Regions from separate parts of the Ovis aries genome. Here region 2 is linked to region 1. The links are chromatin contacts, called in public Hi-C maps. All regions are on one chromosome and are shown on one strand. The core of a region is the stretch at or near the end of the contact, and the rest is flanking DNA. Distances in the headings are between cores, read along the strand shown. Region 1 overlaps TRIO (trio Rho guanine nucleotide exchange factor). Region 2 holds the start of TRIO (trio Rho guanine nucleotide exchange factor).

What was found. Hi-C and Micro-C count contacts between places; a contact is called where the count stands out from the background.
Region 2: a Hi-C map of liver shows a contact between it and region 1, with 2.3 times the contacts expected there. The contact joins the promoter of TRIO here to the enhancer-like site in region 1. A contact is called at or near these places in 2 of 16 Hi-C or Micro-C datasets (liver and tail adipose tissue).

What each region holds. Positions count from the first base shown.
Region 1 is chr16:59,087,830-59,094,549 of ARS-UI_Ramb_v3.0, reverse strand. All of the region lies in intron 1 of TRIO (trio Rho guanine nucleotide exchange factor), which reads left to right. It overlaps LOC132657922 (a long non-coding RNA gene), which reads left to right. Exons shown (of 2, transcript XR_009596722.1): 2 at 1-6,720. Among named protein-coding and RNA genes, the nearest start is that of TRIO, 68 kb to the left of the region's middle. Within about 2 kb of position 3,534, at least 4 of the 54 cell types and tissues checked have an H3K27ac peak or open chromatin away from gene starts, as enhancers often do. A contact at or near this core is called in liver, where this site is marked.
Region 2 is chr16:59,155,896-59,162,615 of ARS-UI_Ramb_v3.0, reverse strand. It overlaps TRIO (trio Rho guanine nucleotide exchange factor), which reads left to right and starts at 3,143. Exons shown (of 57, transcript XM_060400268.1): 1 at 3,143-3,332. The coding sequence starts at 3,161.

The DNA of each region.
Region 1 (6,720 bases), core at 2,285-4,784:
ACAGAGGTACTTTGGATACCTTTTCCTCTACTGTCAGAGGAGAGGAAATTAATAATGCAGCATTATTTCTGTAGGAAGACACTTGATATTATCAGTATAGTCCTTAATCCATGACTAGGAGAAAAAGGAGGGCAGAACCCTTTTTCCTCTGCTTGACTCCAGCCTTTATACCTTTAACAGATTCTCGCTGTCATAATCTAGTGTTTGAATGTGGAACACACAGATATCGATTACTTACAGAAGAGGAACAAACTGAGTTTTTTTGGAAAGTTGATATTAAAATAGACTTAAAAATTTAAATATTTGAAAAATAAAAACAATTTTGAACAGCTTGTTTTAAAGGAAGGTTTGCTTGCTACATGTACTCCTGTGTGCTTGTAATATTTTATATGTCAAAGGTGACATCTGTTCTTAATATTTTTTAAATAAATTCTTGACCTTGTCCCTTGGTTTGGCCTTCTCCTACCTTCACCTTGAAAGGAGTGACTATTTGGGAGAGCGTGTGCACAGTTGTGAGTCTGTAAAAACGAGTCCAGTTGCATGCACGCTCAGACACGCATTTGCACTGCTGTCATTGAATCACGTCTCAGGCAGGCAGGGTGTTTCACGAAGCCTGTTCAAGGTTTAAATGCTGGCCTGGGCCAGTTACACAAAACAGAAATGCCCACAGAAGGGCTGGAACAGGTAGGTAAGAATTGTTGGCGTGATTGAAGAGGAAAGAAAGAGCTAATTCTTAATTTTCCTGAATGACTGGGAGAACAAAACAATTGGTTCCCTTCTGACCAGGGTAAAGTCTGCTGAGCGTAGCCAGGAAGAGAGGGTTTGAAATTCCACCGCTTTATATTTTGAATTTACATGTTGTGTTTGAATTTTATTTGGTCCAGGAATTTTGAGAAAGTGAGTCTTCTGTCTTTTATTTGTGCAGGATACATACTGGTTCACCTGTTTTCTAGCAATCAAAGAAACCCAAAGGGACATGTTAGGATGATGAAAGCAGTGTACAGTTAGTGAGTGATGGAGCCAAGATGAGTGGATCTACTGATAGAAAATTTATTGCCTCTAACAAAGGTTTGCTTCCCAGGTGGCTCAGATAGTAAAGAATCTACCTACAATGCGGGAGACCTGGGTTCAATCCCTGGGTTGGGAAGATCCCCTGGAGGGGAGGACATGGCAACCTACTCCATTATTCTTGCTTGGAGAATCCCCATGGGCAGAGGAGCTTGGTGGTCTACAGTCCAGAGGGGTTTTCAGAGTAGGACATGACTAAGCAACTAAGCACAAGAAAGGTTTGAGACCTTGAGGAACAATGAGTGTATATGCTAGAGGGATTTAGAACAGGTCAGAGCCTCTTCCCCCTCCTAGATGTTGGTTTCGTGCAGATAACCTTACAACCACTGATAAGGATGAGAGGAAAACTAGCCTGCTTTGTACTTAAAAATATCAGTAATTCAAGTTGGGGCAGAAAGATGCCTGTGAGTGCAATGAAGAGGAAGGGGAAAATACATTTTCCCCCCCTTTAATTCTTCCTCCCTCTCCACCTCCTCCTCCTCCCTCCCACCCCAACTCCTTGAAAATATATATTAACCTGTAATTGACTAGCTGCTGGCAGAGGAGAGCATGTAGCTTAGCAGGCCAGGGCACTGGGCTCTTCTTACTGGTTGGGTAGTTCACTTAAGCCATGTTTGTTTCCAAACTTGTTTATGTCAGGGGTACTTTTGCTATCAGTATATGTAATTCAACGTTATCTAAGTGTTTAAGACATGAGTGGGAAAAGAAAAGGTATCTGTAAAAGCTAAAATGAATGATATGGGAAGATTTGATAAAGGCAGTACATTTAAGGTGAGCTGTCATATCGAGTGTGGGAGAGGCCATTGTAAAAAGAGGAAATTTTTGTAAATATCTCTAAGCATTTTGTCCTTAGATTTCTTCTGGAATGATTCTATATACCAGCTTCATTTAAGGATGAATACCCGGATTGGTATATTAGGGTTTATGCAAGTAGGACCCTGAAGGCATCTCATCCAGGGATTCATACTCAGAGAAAAGACCTTAGCCTGGGCCCAGAGATGACAGCGAGGGGCCGGCCTCTCAAAGTGGACTTGGCATTGTGTTGTATTGAGCAGGAGGAGGACAGAGACAGAATCTTTTAACGTGTGTCCTTGTGATGGCTTTCTGCTTTAACTGACTTGGTTAAAAATTAACCGACCAAGAAAACTAGTGATCGCACTGAGAAAGAGGTCAGATGAATAGCCGACTAGCTCAGAATGGGCTGTAAATCTGTAGCGTGCTCCCGTGAAAGTTTCCTTTTTGTTTCCATCACACACGTTTAGAAAACTAGAGACGGACAGGCCGTGAAGGCTGGCTGTGACTTACTGGTGTTGGGGTCCTCTGGCTGACTTGGTAGACCAGCAAGCCTTGGTGTGCACGATCAGAACCTCCATGTCTCAAGGAAGGTGATGCTGTGGATCACTTAGGCAGGGCCCCAGGAGGATTCATCTCTCATGCTTCGTTCCACAGTCAGGGAAACTGAGGCTGTTGGTCCCAGTCTTCCAGGTGTTGGGCCACACTGACACTGCCGGCCAGCTCAACAGGCCCCTCCATAGCTTTGGACTCCTGAAAGCCCATGGGCTGGTCTCAGGGTGATTGGGAAATAGAGGTTGACCTGACCGACACCCCCCCCCCCCCCCCCCCACACACACACAGCTTTTTGAAAAAGTTACAAAAAATCTATTATTTAAAGTCTGTATCTGCCCTGGCTCACTAGAAAGGGTGAAAGAACACAGCAGAGGGATGGAAACCTATTATAATACAAATCAGAAATCAATTCTATTGTCACCTTATTTCGAGTAATGATCTTTTAATGGATGGATTAAAATGAGTGTTATATTTCAGTTGGATGATATAGGGCCTCATTGATTTGTCTGTGACATGAGTCGATGCATGTGTATAGACGAGGGAATGTTCTGTCTGCTTCTGACCTTAGGCAATGAAACACGTCCTGTCTCAGATCATTTTGCCTCTCATTGATTTCAGATCAGCAGCATAATGTTTTGTTTTTGTTTTTCTTTTACATTAAAGTAGCTGGAGAAGGAAATGGCAACCCACTCCAGTGTTCTTGCCTGGAGAATCCCAGGGACGGGGGAGCCTGGTGGGCTGCTGTCTCTGGGGTCGCACAGAGTCAGACATGACTGAAGTGACTTAGCAGCAGCAGCAGCATACTGCATTACTCCTGTTAATAAGTTCAGTAGTAAGAACAGAGAAATGAATTTACGTTAAGTAAAACAGCCTAGAAATGTATTGCACTTTATTATGTTTTTATGTTTTACTAGTGAATGTGCTAGTGTTAAAAATTTTGTTTTCTTTTCCCTTTTGACCTTCTTTGTTTCGACCTGGATTCTTTACATGTGACCTGGAGAATGCTTTTCACCTGCTCTGAACTTTGATTTTTCATCCATAAAATGAAGACTTAACTAAATGACCCCTAAGGTCTCTCTGACTCTGACCCAGTGACCTCAGGAAGTGTGTGATCTCATCTGTGTGCACAAATCTTTATTTGCAGTCACATCAGTGACATGAGTTAAAGTCTACTCCCCAGAAGTATGCGGAAATTGGGAAACCACATTATTGGTCTTATTCTTCCGAAATAGACGACTGGGTTTGAGCAAGACACTAGTGGGAAGAACCGGTCATTAATTTATGCTGGTTTGGTCATTTTTTGTTTATTTACACTTTAGTGATTAAGAACTTGTGTTCTGGAGTCCACTTTGAATCAGTGCCTCACTTTGTAATCAGAGGTCTCGGACCTCTGGTTTACTTTCTCTATGAACTGGGAGTGACAAATGGTAACGACTACCTCCCAGCGTCATCTTGATGCTTCGGTGAGATAATCCATGCAGAACCAGGCACATAGTGCAAGCTTAGTCGGCTATTCAGATTGTGACCATGAGTTTTCATTGTCGCAGTAAACCTGTAGAAACGTGTTTCCTTCCCTACGTTTGTCAGGGTTCTCTGAATCTGCCCTATCATCTGATTGGACAGTGGAGACACTGCAGACACTTCTAGAATTTATAAACAGGCCTGGTGCGCATGAATTAGCTTTCGTCCAGTGTTGACCTTAGGGTCCTACTTGTCCAGTCATTGGTGTTAAGCCTTGCATCCCCATTTAATTATATGATTATTTGAAAAGATGCTTCAGACAACAAGGTGGTTTTTATCTTCTTTCTTGTATTTGCGTCACCTTTTCTGGATGACTGGAGTTCGTGTCGGACACCCTGCCTGTTCAGAGAACTGAATGGTCATTGGAATATTGATGGCTTTTTATAAATAATCTCTGGTCCCGAACTCTTGTCCTGTTACTGACGCCGAGGTATCTTGAGGATGGAGGAGCTTTTCTTTTAATACATCCTGTAGACTTCTGTATGGCAGTTCCCAGCCATGCCTCTTGGGTTTTAAACACCCATTGTATCATTTGACTTGCCATGCACCGGCTGTGCGGTTCCTTTTAGTGTGTGCTGAAACGGGAGCAGGTGTGTAAATTGGCTTGTTTATCTTTTAACATGGTTCTGTCATTGGAGGATACTACCTGAGTGTGTTCTGAACTGGGTCAGCGCTTTTTCCTCTTTTCTGTGTTTTTCATTTGTTTTATGAGGTCAAATCCTTATGATAACCTTGTGTGTTGAGGGGTGGCAGCTGAGGCTCCAAGGCTGGGCAGGGGGAGCAAGCATTGGAGTCAGGCAGCCTGGCCCCAGAGCCGGCTTCTCCTGCTCAGCCACCCCTCTTAAGACCCTCCGATGCCACCAGAAACCCCCTGGGACGCAGAGGCCGCGGGGCCCTCGGGCCCAGGGAGCGGGCGCAGAGGCCTGGACGTGTCTGCTGAGGAGCAGGTGTGAGTGTGAGGTGGCGGGGAGACGCCTGCGGTCCTCCAGTGCCTCTGTTCTGCTGTATGTATCCTCCGTCCTCCGTTGGGCTTCCCTGGTGGCTCAGTGGTAAAGAATCCACCTGCCAGTGCAGGAGACTTGGGTTCCACTCCTGGGTCAGGAAGATCCCCTGGAGGAGGAAATGGCAACCCACTCCAGTATTTCCTGGGAGATCTCATGGACAGAGGAGACAGGTGGGCTGCAGTCCATGGGGTCGCAAAAGAGTTGGACATGACCTAGTGACTAAAAGGCAACATCTTCCACTCGTCCCACTTTCAAGTGGATATTTGTTATTAAAATTATCTAGAACCAATAAATAGGGAAATAGCAACCCACTCCAGTATTCTTGCCTGGAGAATCGCACAGGCAGAGGAGCCTGGCGAGCCAAGGTCCATGGGGTTGTAGAGAGTCGGACACGACTGAAGCAACTAAGTAAGCAGAGCCAATAGCAGCAGAACCCCAAATGCTAGCCCCCCTGTACAGTCTGGGTCCGCTCTGTCAGGTGTCCGACTCTGTCTGTCACGGTCCCCAGGGAGCACACAGGACAGAATCACCCAGCTGCATCTGAAGATGCACCCTTGGGGGTCCCCGTCTTACCATTGAGTGTGGCCCTTCCGGTCACCTCCCGGCCTCCCCGTCTCAGGATGAATGAGAGCATCATTAATGCCCACATGTCATCAGCATTTCTTTCTCCTCCCCCACATGCCCAGGTAGAATCGGTTTGCTGGAGGGATTGGGTCCTGGTGGTGTCCCAGGCAGCCCACGCCAGGGCAGTTTGCTCAGTCACAGACACGCTTAGTTGTTAAAATCACATCTCTCATTTACAGGAGAATTGCCTTTTCTGAAAGATGACAAGGGCACACTTGACCCAGAGAAAATAGTAAAGGAAAACCACGAGCAGCTATTTCAAACATGGGTCCCACTCCTGAAGCTGGGGAGCCCGAGGTGGCCTCGACACCAGGCAGGGTCCTGGTTCCTTCCATGGCACACACAGACGTGACAGTGTGCGGTTCCTCATTGAGAAATCTGAAAGTACCTTGTGTTTTATGTTACCAGTGCTGATAATGTTAGCCTAAGGTTTGGAGTCTGAGGTTTGGGAAAACAGTAAAGGAATAACATTTCACATGTTTGAAATCAGACATTAAAAAACACTCAATAACTTTCAGAAACAAGGCTGCTTTTCTTATTAAAGGAATGAAGATGTTTTCTTAATCAGCTGATTTTTAGTATAACTGTAATTTATGTCTCTTGGGGAGGGGAAAGTTTATCGTTTACCTTCTCCAAGCAGGTTGGATTTTAAAATGACTTTTGATGATTGAAGAAGGCCACCAGCTTCAGTAAGAAATTGAAAGGAACATAAGCATACTGTTTTAATCCAGGGCACTTGGCATTTTCCTCCTTCAGTAGATTACGTAAGTAAAGATGTAGATATGCATTAAAAAATAAAAGCAGAAGAATGGACAAACGTGTTCTGGACCCTCTGTGTGCTCAGGGTGCCAGCTCCCTGCCTCTTGCTGGGTGATCTTCAGCTTGCTCTCGCCCTCTCTGCGCCTCAGATGGTAACTGATCCACAGTGGAAGATGGATGGATGATTCAGTGAAGTTGTCTGAGTAAAGAGCTTAGGATGGGCCCTGTGACAGAGGAGTGTCTCATGATCGTTAAAGTAATTTTCATTATTTAATTATGAACCCATAATGACACACCTAGGAGGCTGGTATTAAGACCCCCAAAGCAACATTGTGACATCTTTTAATCTGAAAAGATTCTTAACCTTTCCAACAATTAGCATGCAAGAATCTAAGCT
Region 2 (6,720 bases), core at 1,894-4,393, 68 kb before region 1:
GTCTTTTCCAATGAGTCAGTTCTTCGCATCAAGTGGTCAAAGTATTGGAGTTTCAGCTTCAACATCAGTCCTTCCAATGAACATTCAGAACTGATTTCCTTTAGGATTGACTGGTTTGATCTCCTTGTTCTCAAGAATCTTTTCCAGAACCACAATTTAAAAGCATCAATTCTTCGGCGCTCAGCTTTCTTTATAGTCCAACTCTTACATCCATACATAACTACTGGAAAAACCATAGCTTTGACTAGATGGACCTTTTTTAGCAAAGTAATGTTTCTGTTTTTTAATATGCTGTCTAGGTTGAAGACCAAGGGCCAGGTGCAATCTCCCCATCCCCACCTCATGTTGTGATATCACCAATGCCTCTGGGAGTCTGGCTTCAACCTTAGGGAGAAGGCAGGAAGGGGAATGTACTCAGCTGGCAAAGAAAGCTCCTGGAGATTATTTTCTCCAAACTAGGATTAAGCCATGAAGAGAAATGGGAGCTGGAGACAGAAATTACCCAACTGAAAAATAAGAAAAAGAAACATCAGCACACCTGAGCTGATAGCCTGTGAAATTTGGACCAACTGAATTGTTTTCTTTTTGATATTCTACACATAATTAAAAATTTTTTAAAAATAAGCTATTTTAGAATAGATTTAGATTCTAAAATAATAAGACAAGTTGTGAAAATAGTACAGAGTTCCCTTATAGCTCAATCCAATTTTCCCATATTACTCACAATAAATGAATCAGTACTGGTACATTATTATTAACTAAAGTCCATATGTTATTCATATTTTCTTAGTTTTTACCTAATGTGCTTTCTTGGTTCCAGGATCCTTAAGGGTACTACATTATATTTAGTTATTGTTTCCTTGGGCTCGTCTTGTCTGTGACAATTTTCAGACTTTCCTTACTTCTGTTGACCTTAACAGTTTGGGGAAGTATTGGTCAGGTCATTTGTAGAACGCCCTTAACTGGGATTTGTCTGTTATTTTTCTCATGGTTAGACTGTGTTTCTGGGAGGAATACAATAGGGCTAAAGTGGCATTTTCATTACATCATATCAAGGGTACATACTATCCACATGATTTATCTCTGCTGGTGATCTTGTGAAGTAATGTTTGTCAGTTTTCTTCATTATAAAGTTACTCTTCTGGAAGTTGAATGTGCAGACCACAGTTAAGGACTATTCCATCTCACTGAGGGCAGAGTATCTAAGTATTTATTTTGAATTCTTCTTCGAGGAACATTTGTCTCTTCTCTCTTAATTATTTACTCATTCAATCATTGCATTATATCGGTATGCACTCATGGATATTTATTTTATACTTTGGGTATAATAGAACATTGCTTTATTTTGCTGTTCAAATTGTTACAGCTTTGATCACTGGGAGCTCTTTCAATGGGCTTCTGTGTCCCTTCGAGAGACTTTCATCATTGTTCTGGATGTTGATTAAATAAACATTTTTTCGTAGCACTTCCTTATCATCTGGCACAACAAGATGCTCTAGGTTCTCTTGTATATTTCCTGTTCTAGTCCCAGAGTCAGCCAATTCACCTGAGGAACCCGGGTTCCTTTTACTGAAGAACGGTGTTAATAAAGATCTGAGTGCCTGATGTGCGACTTGCTACAAGTGTTATGCCAAATTCACTCAGTTGACAGAGCAAGGAAATGTACATACATGTTAGAGCCTGTGTATATATACACACATATCTGCAAATCTTTTCTTACCCACCTGCATCTATATTAATCTAAACAAGGGTTCATACTGACGTCTCCAACTCTAATTCCGTACCACACAGATCATTCTAGACTTCCTCACAATGAAAAACTTGGTATTCATCATTCACTATTCATTTCCTTAATTGTTCATTTCCAGTGTTCATGTATATTGGTTTCATCAGTATTCCACCAGTTTTTTTTTTAATCAATCTTATCTATCTCTTCTTGCTTCCGGCGCACTAGACACCTTTTGCTCCCTTCGGTTGTAGCCACGTACATAGGTGTTTGTACTCGAATATTTTGTCAAATGAGGGCGTGACACAGATCTTCCTTAAAGCTGGATGTCACCTACCCCTCACTTCCTTTGGTCTCCTTAGCCATCATCACCTTCCCCCTTCTCTACATTCTGGTGGAGCAGGGGCGGAGGAGCTGTGAGTCCCGAAGGAGACTGTGGCAGACGAGGAGACAGTCGGCCCCCAGTTCAGAGGCCTGCTCCATTATTCCCTCTGAGGCTGGAGTACAACACACGACCCGTTTTCATGATCTCTTTCCATTCAACAACGATTGTGGAGCCCAGACTACGCGCACACCGGGCCCTGAGCAGGAGTCAGCCCGCCCCGCGGCGAGATCAGTCATCAACAGCTCCAGCGATCGGAGGGCGGTGCGGCGCTGCAGGAGCGAGCGTCCAACGGGGGGCGCCATGCCGGGCCTGGAAAGGTGCGCGCCCTCGCTGCCTCAGAGCGTTCCCTCCTTTTCGCCGCCGCCCGCAAGACGGAACAACGCTGAAACGCTCCCGCCGCCGCCCGCCAGCCAGCCCTCCTGCGCGGCCCCGCCCCCCGCCAGGCCCCGCCCATCACACGCCCCGCCCACCCGCCGAGCCCACGCTCCGGCCCCAGACGATATTCACCGGAAATTCCCGAAGCCCCTCTCTTTTTTTTTTTTTTCCCCCTTCCTCTCCTTTCCCTGCTCTCCCTTTTCCTTTCACCCGGGTTCCCTCCGCCGTGATTTTCCCCCCTCCCCTCTCCTTCCTTTCCCCATCTGAAATCAAGATGGAGGCTCGCAGCGGCCGCCGGCGTCCGTGATCGCGGAGCTCCCGCCGGCCCCCTCGGGCCCCCCCATCCCCCGCCGCCCTCGCGACTGCGTGTCCGGCGCCGCGGTGCGCGTGGCTGCCCGCGCTCCGGCCGGCGCTGCCGAGGCCGTGGCTCCGCGCTCCCGCCCCGCGGCCGGCTCGCGGCTCCCGGGCGGAGTCCTCGTCTATGTGGGCGCGCTCCTCGGGCCGAGCCGCCGCCGCCGCCCGCCGCCGCCGCCGCCGCCCCGGGGCTCTGCGTCCACGCGCCGGGCGCGGACAGCAGGGCGATCGGCGCCGCCAGGCCCGGCGCGGAGCGGGCGGCGCGCGGCGCTAGGGGCGCGGGGCCCGAGCCGGGCGCGGCCGCGGGCGCAGCCGCAGCCATGAGCGGCAGCAGCAGCAGCGGCGGCGGCGGTGCTGCCGCCGCCCCCGCCGCGTCCTCCGGCCCCGCCGCTGCGGCCAGCGCGGCGAGCTCGGGCTGCGGGGGCGGCGCCGGCGAGGGAGCCGAGGAGGCGGCCAAGGACCTGGCCGACATCGCGGCCTTCTTCCGATCCGGTGAGTGCACCCGCGCCGCTGCCCGCGCGCTCCGCCACCGGCCCCCGCCGTGGAGGCGCGGTCCGCGGTCCCCGGCGCGCCTGGTTCTTGCTCGCCCGCCCATCGGGCTTCGGAGCGCGCCCGCCCAGGCCGCTGCCCTGCGCCCCAACACCCGCGGGTCCCGTTGCCCGCGCCGCCCCGAGCGCCGCGGATCGGCCCGGGCGCCTCCGGCTCGCCCTTCCCTTCGCCCCCGCCCCTGGTTTCCCGGGTGAAATCTCCCCGTCGCCCGCCCCAGCGGCTACCGCTCCACCGGTTGGGGCGCCGGCTCTTTGTCTCCTTCGCGGGAGGGCGGATGAGGCGGCGGCGGCAGGGACGGCGAGGGCGGAGGCCCCCCTGTTCCCCGGAGGCCGAGCGGACGGGGGCGGCGGGGCCGGGCCCCGGGAAAGCGGTCTCTCATTTGGCCTGATCTCCGTGGCCGATTTGTCTGTGGTCCCTCCTCAGCTCCATAAGCAGCCAGGTTTCTTCTCTCGTCTGTCACCTCCCCGGCCTCGATCTACACTTCTGTGAAACGGGGCTGCCGGGGCACTGGCCGCCCGGGGAGGGGAGGAGGGCGGTGATGGCTGAAATGGAGCGCGGCCGGCCGGGCGATGGGTGAGCCATTGTCTCCGGGGGTAGCCCGGGAGAGACACTCTGGGGACGTGGTGGCCCCGGGGGTGGAGATGCGGGGCCGGCACGCGCTGGGCCCTGCCCGGCAGGTAGTGCCGGGGTGGCCGTGTGTCTCTTGGGCAAAGAGGAGGGAGTTGGTCACGGGAGAGGCGAGCTTTGCGACCCGCCCGCGGGGAACCGGCGCGGGAGGCGTGACAGGGCGTCCTGGGGACCCCGGCGGCGGCGCCTCGTCCAGCCCGCTCCCTTGTGTCCCCGCGCCCAGTCCAGTTTGTTCGCTCGTCCGGGCCACCTCGCGGCCCCGCAGCGCGGTGCCCGGCGGACCAGGCGCGGGGCAGGGAGGTTGCAGACTGGGCGCTGGAAAGCCGAGGAGGGCGGGCCAGGCCGGGGCGGGCGGATGGGCGCGGGGCGCGCGCGGGGTGCTGGTGGCAGCTCCCGGGAGGACGTCGGGGGAGCGGACTGCGACGGGGCGCCCGCCGGAGGCCGGAGGCTCACGTTTCTTCGTGGCCCCTTTCAAAATCCAGTCGCCAGATCCTGTGAGATCAGATGGGTGATCCGGTGAGTTCAGATGGGTAATCCGGGTCGCAGGGAGCAATTTGCAGCGGGTGCGCGATGGTCGGAAGCAGAAGTTAGCCTTGCCGGGTAGAGCCCTGGTTTAGTAGTACTGTCTTCCCTCGTTTTCTTGATCCTTGCCAGGCGGGGTTCGTTTTGAGTCGTTTTAACAGATTGGTTGTGGCTGGGAGTGACACTCGCTGACTCTGCTGTCAGCTTGGGGTTAATACACTCCCCAGTGCTCTCTCTCCCTGTGAGGTCCCCGCAGAAAGCAAAGGTTTAGGAAAACACAAACTCCTTCAAATGAAAGCCTTTTTTTGTGTGCAACTCGCCCGATAGAGCAGCCCCATCTTACCACTTAATAGCAGACCTGGGACGTCTTCCCTTCATGCCCTGAAGCTAAGTCTAGCCTGTCTTCTCTCTCTCTCTCTCTCTCTCTCTCTCTCTCTCCACCACCTGTCACAGAATAATAGATTCTGTGCAGAATCCAGCGCCTTTCAAAGGCGTGTGTGCCCTGGAGAGGGAATTTTTGGTGCTTATGAGGCCAGACTTTCTTACATCTTCATTATGCACAGTAGAGAAATCACTTCTGCTCATAAGAGCCTCAGAAGACATCAAGTTGGACTGGATGCTCACAGAATACTTGCTCTCAGTTACTGTGGCTCTCCCCAGGGTTTACCTGTTGGTTGCTAGGGGCCTCATCCTGTATTTGCTCCTGTTCATGTTCACTTTGGGGTAGAACCAGTCCATGCTGGTCACGAATTTGTTCTTTTCTTCCTCACTCCAAAATTGATTGGGCATACTGCCCCTTTCCTTGTTTGACTTGGAATCAGAAACCAGAGCAGATTATAAGTAGCCAGCCATTGTGCGGTCCCATCCCAGGGGTAGCCTAGAATGTCTTTTGAATGTGCTTTTCCCTCCTTAGGGCAACGCTGAATTCTTGACCTAGATCTTGGCTTCAGCATCTGGGGCAGCGATAGCTAGCAGAGAGAGAACAGAGGAGTTGGATTGATGGGTGGGGGTGGGAAGGGGCAAACGGTTAGACAGATGAAGCAGGGGGACCCTGGGTGGGGACCTCACCTGATGGAATGGCAGAGGCGGGGGTTTGGAGGGGGATGGCCCTGCTAGGCAGTTTTCATTGAATGTGGATGGTTGAACAGAGAGGTCAAGTCCATTAGTAAAACCAGACCTTCTTTCCTAAGATGTAGAAACCCAGAAAATAGGTTCTTACTGACTGGGGTGGACAGATCAGGGTGTGATTGGTTTTCCACAGTATTGTCAGCCTGGTGCTTAAGATTGCCAACCTCACTTAGACAAGGCACTTCTGCTGGTTGCCTTTCATTTCTTGGCCCTGGAACTGTTGGTTTGGCCACTTTATTTTCTTGCCTCCTTTTTGTTCCTTGTCCATACTGTAAAATTTACTTTTATCCTTGTAGTTGCTGAGTGAAAACTGATAACTATGATTGGATGAAAGGAGAATTTAGCTTATTAGAACTTTTACATAATTAGAGCAGTTCAGGAATAGAATGCAAGGCCATGATTACTGGATGCACTCAAGCAGGGGACTGCCACCTGCCTGGGTTGGGAGCTGGGACCTGGGGGCAGGACTCCTGCACTTGGAGAGGGTTTAGGGGGTGGCTCCAGGGCTTTTAACCTCCTTGGACTCTGTGGTTCCCTCTGAGCTCCTAGCTCCTACTGGTCATTCTTTAGTTTTCTTGTCAAAAGGCATCACAAACATGAGCTAGTCCATTTAAAACAATTTTTTTAAAAGTTTACAGAAGAGGAATCAGACTTCCAGGGAGGCTGAGTGACCTGTTCAGAAGACAACTCTGGTAGAGTTGTGGTCAGGGCCAGGAAGCACTTCCCTCACTCTGGTACTCTTTCCCCAGTTGCCTGTCATGGCCAGGACTTTGCTTACCAGGATTAGTTCTCAATCCCGCTGGGACCAATCACTTTTATTGCCAATCTATTTTGGGGCCCTGTTCTTGTGACAATAAATCATTCTTTCAGAGCTCTCTATTTAACCTTGCAAGAGTGTGTGTGTGTGTGTGTGTCTGTCTGTCTGTCTGGTGGGGGTACTTACATAAATGCCTTATTTTTAACCTGCCTGGTATGTTTCAGGTTGGTATTATATGAACATGCAGAGCATAAGGGTTTGTGGTTCTTCTGAAAGGTTGTCAGCTCACTGGGCTAG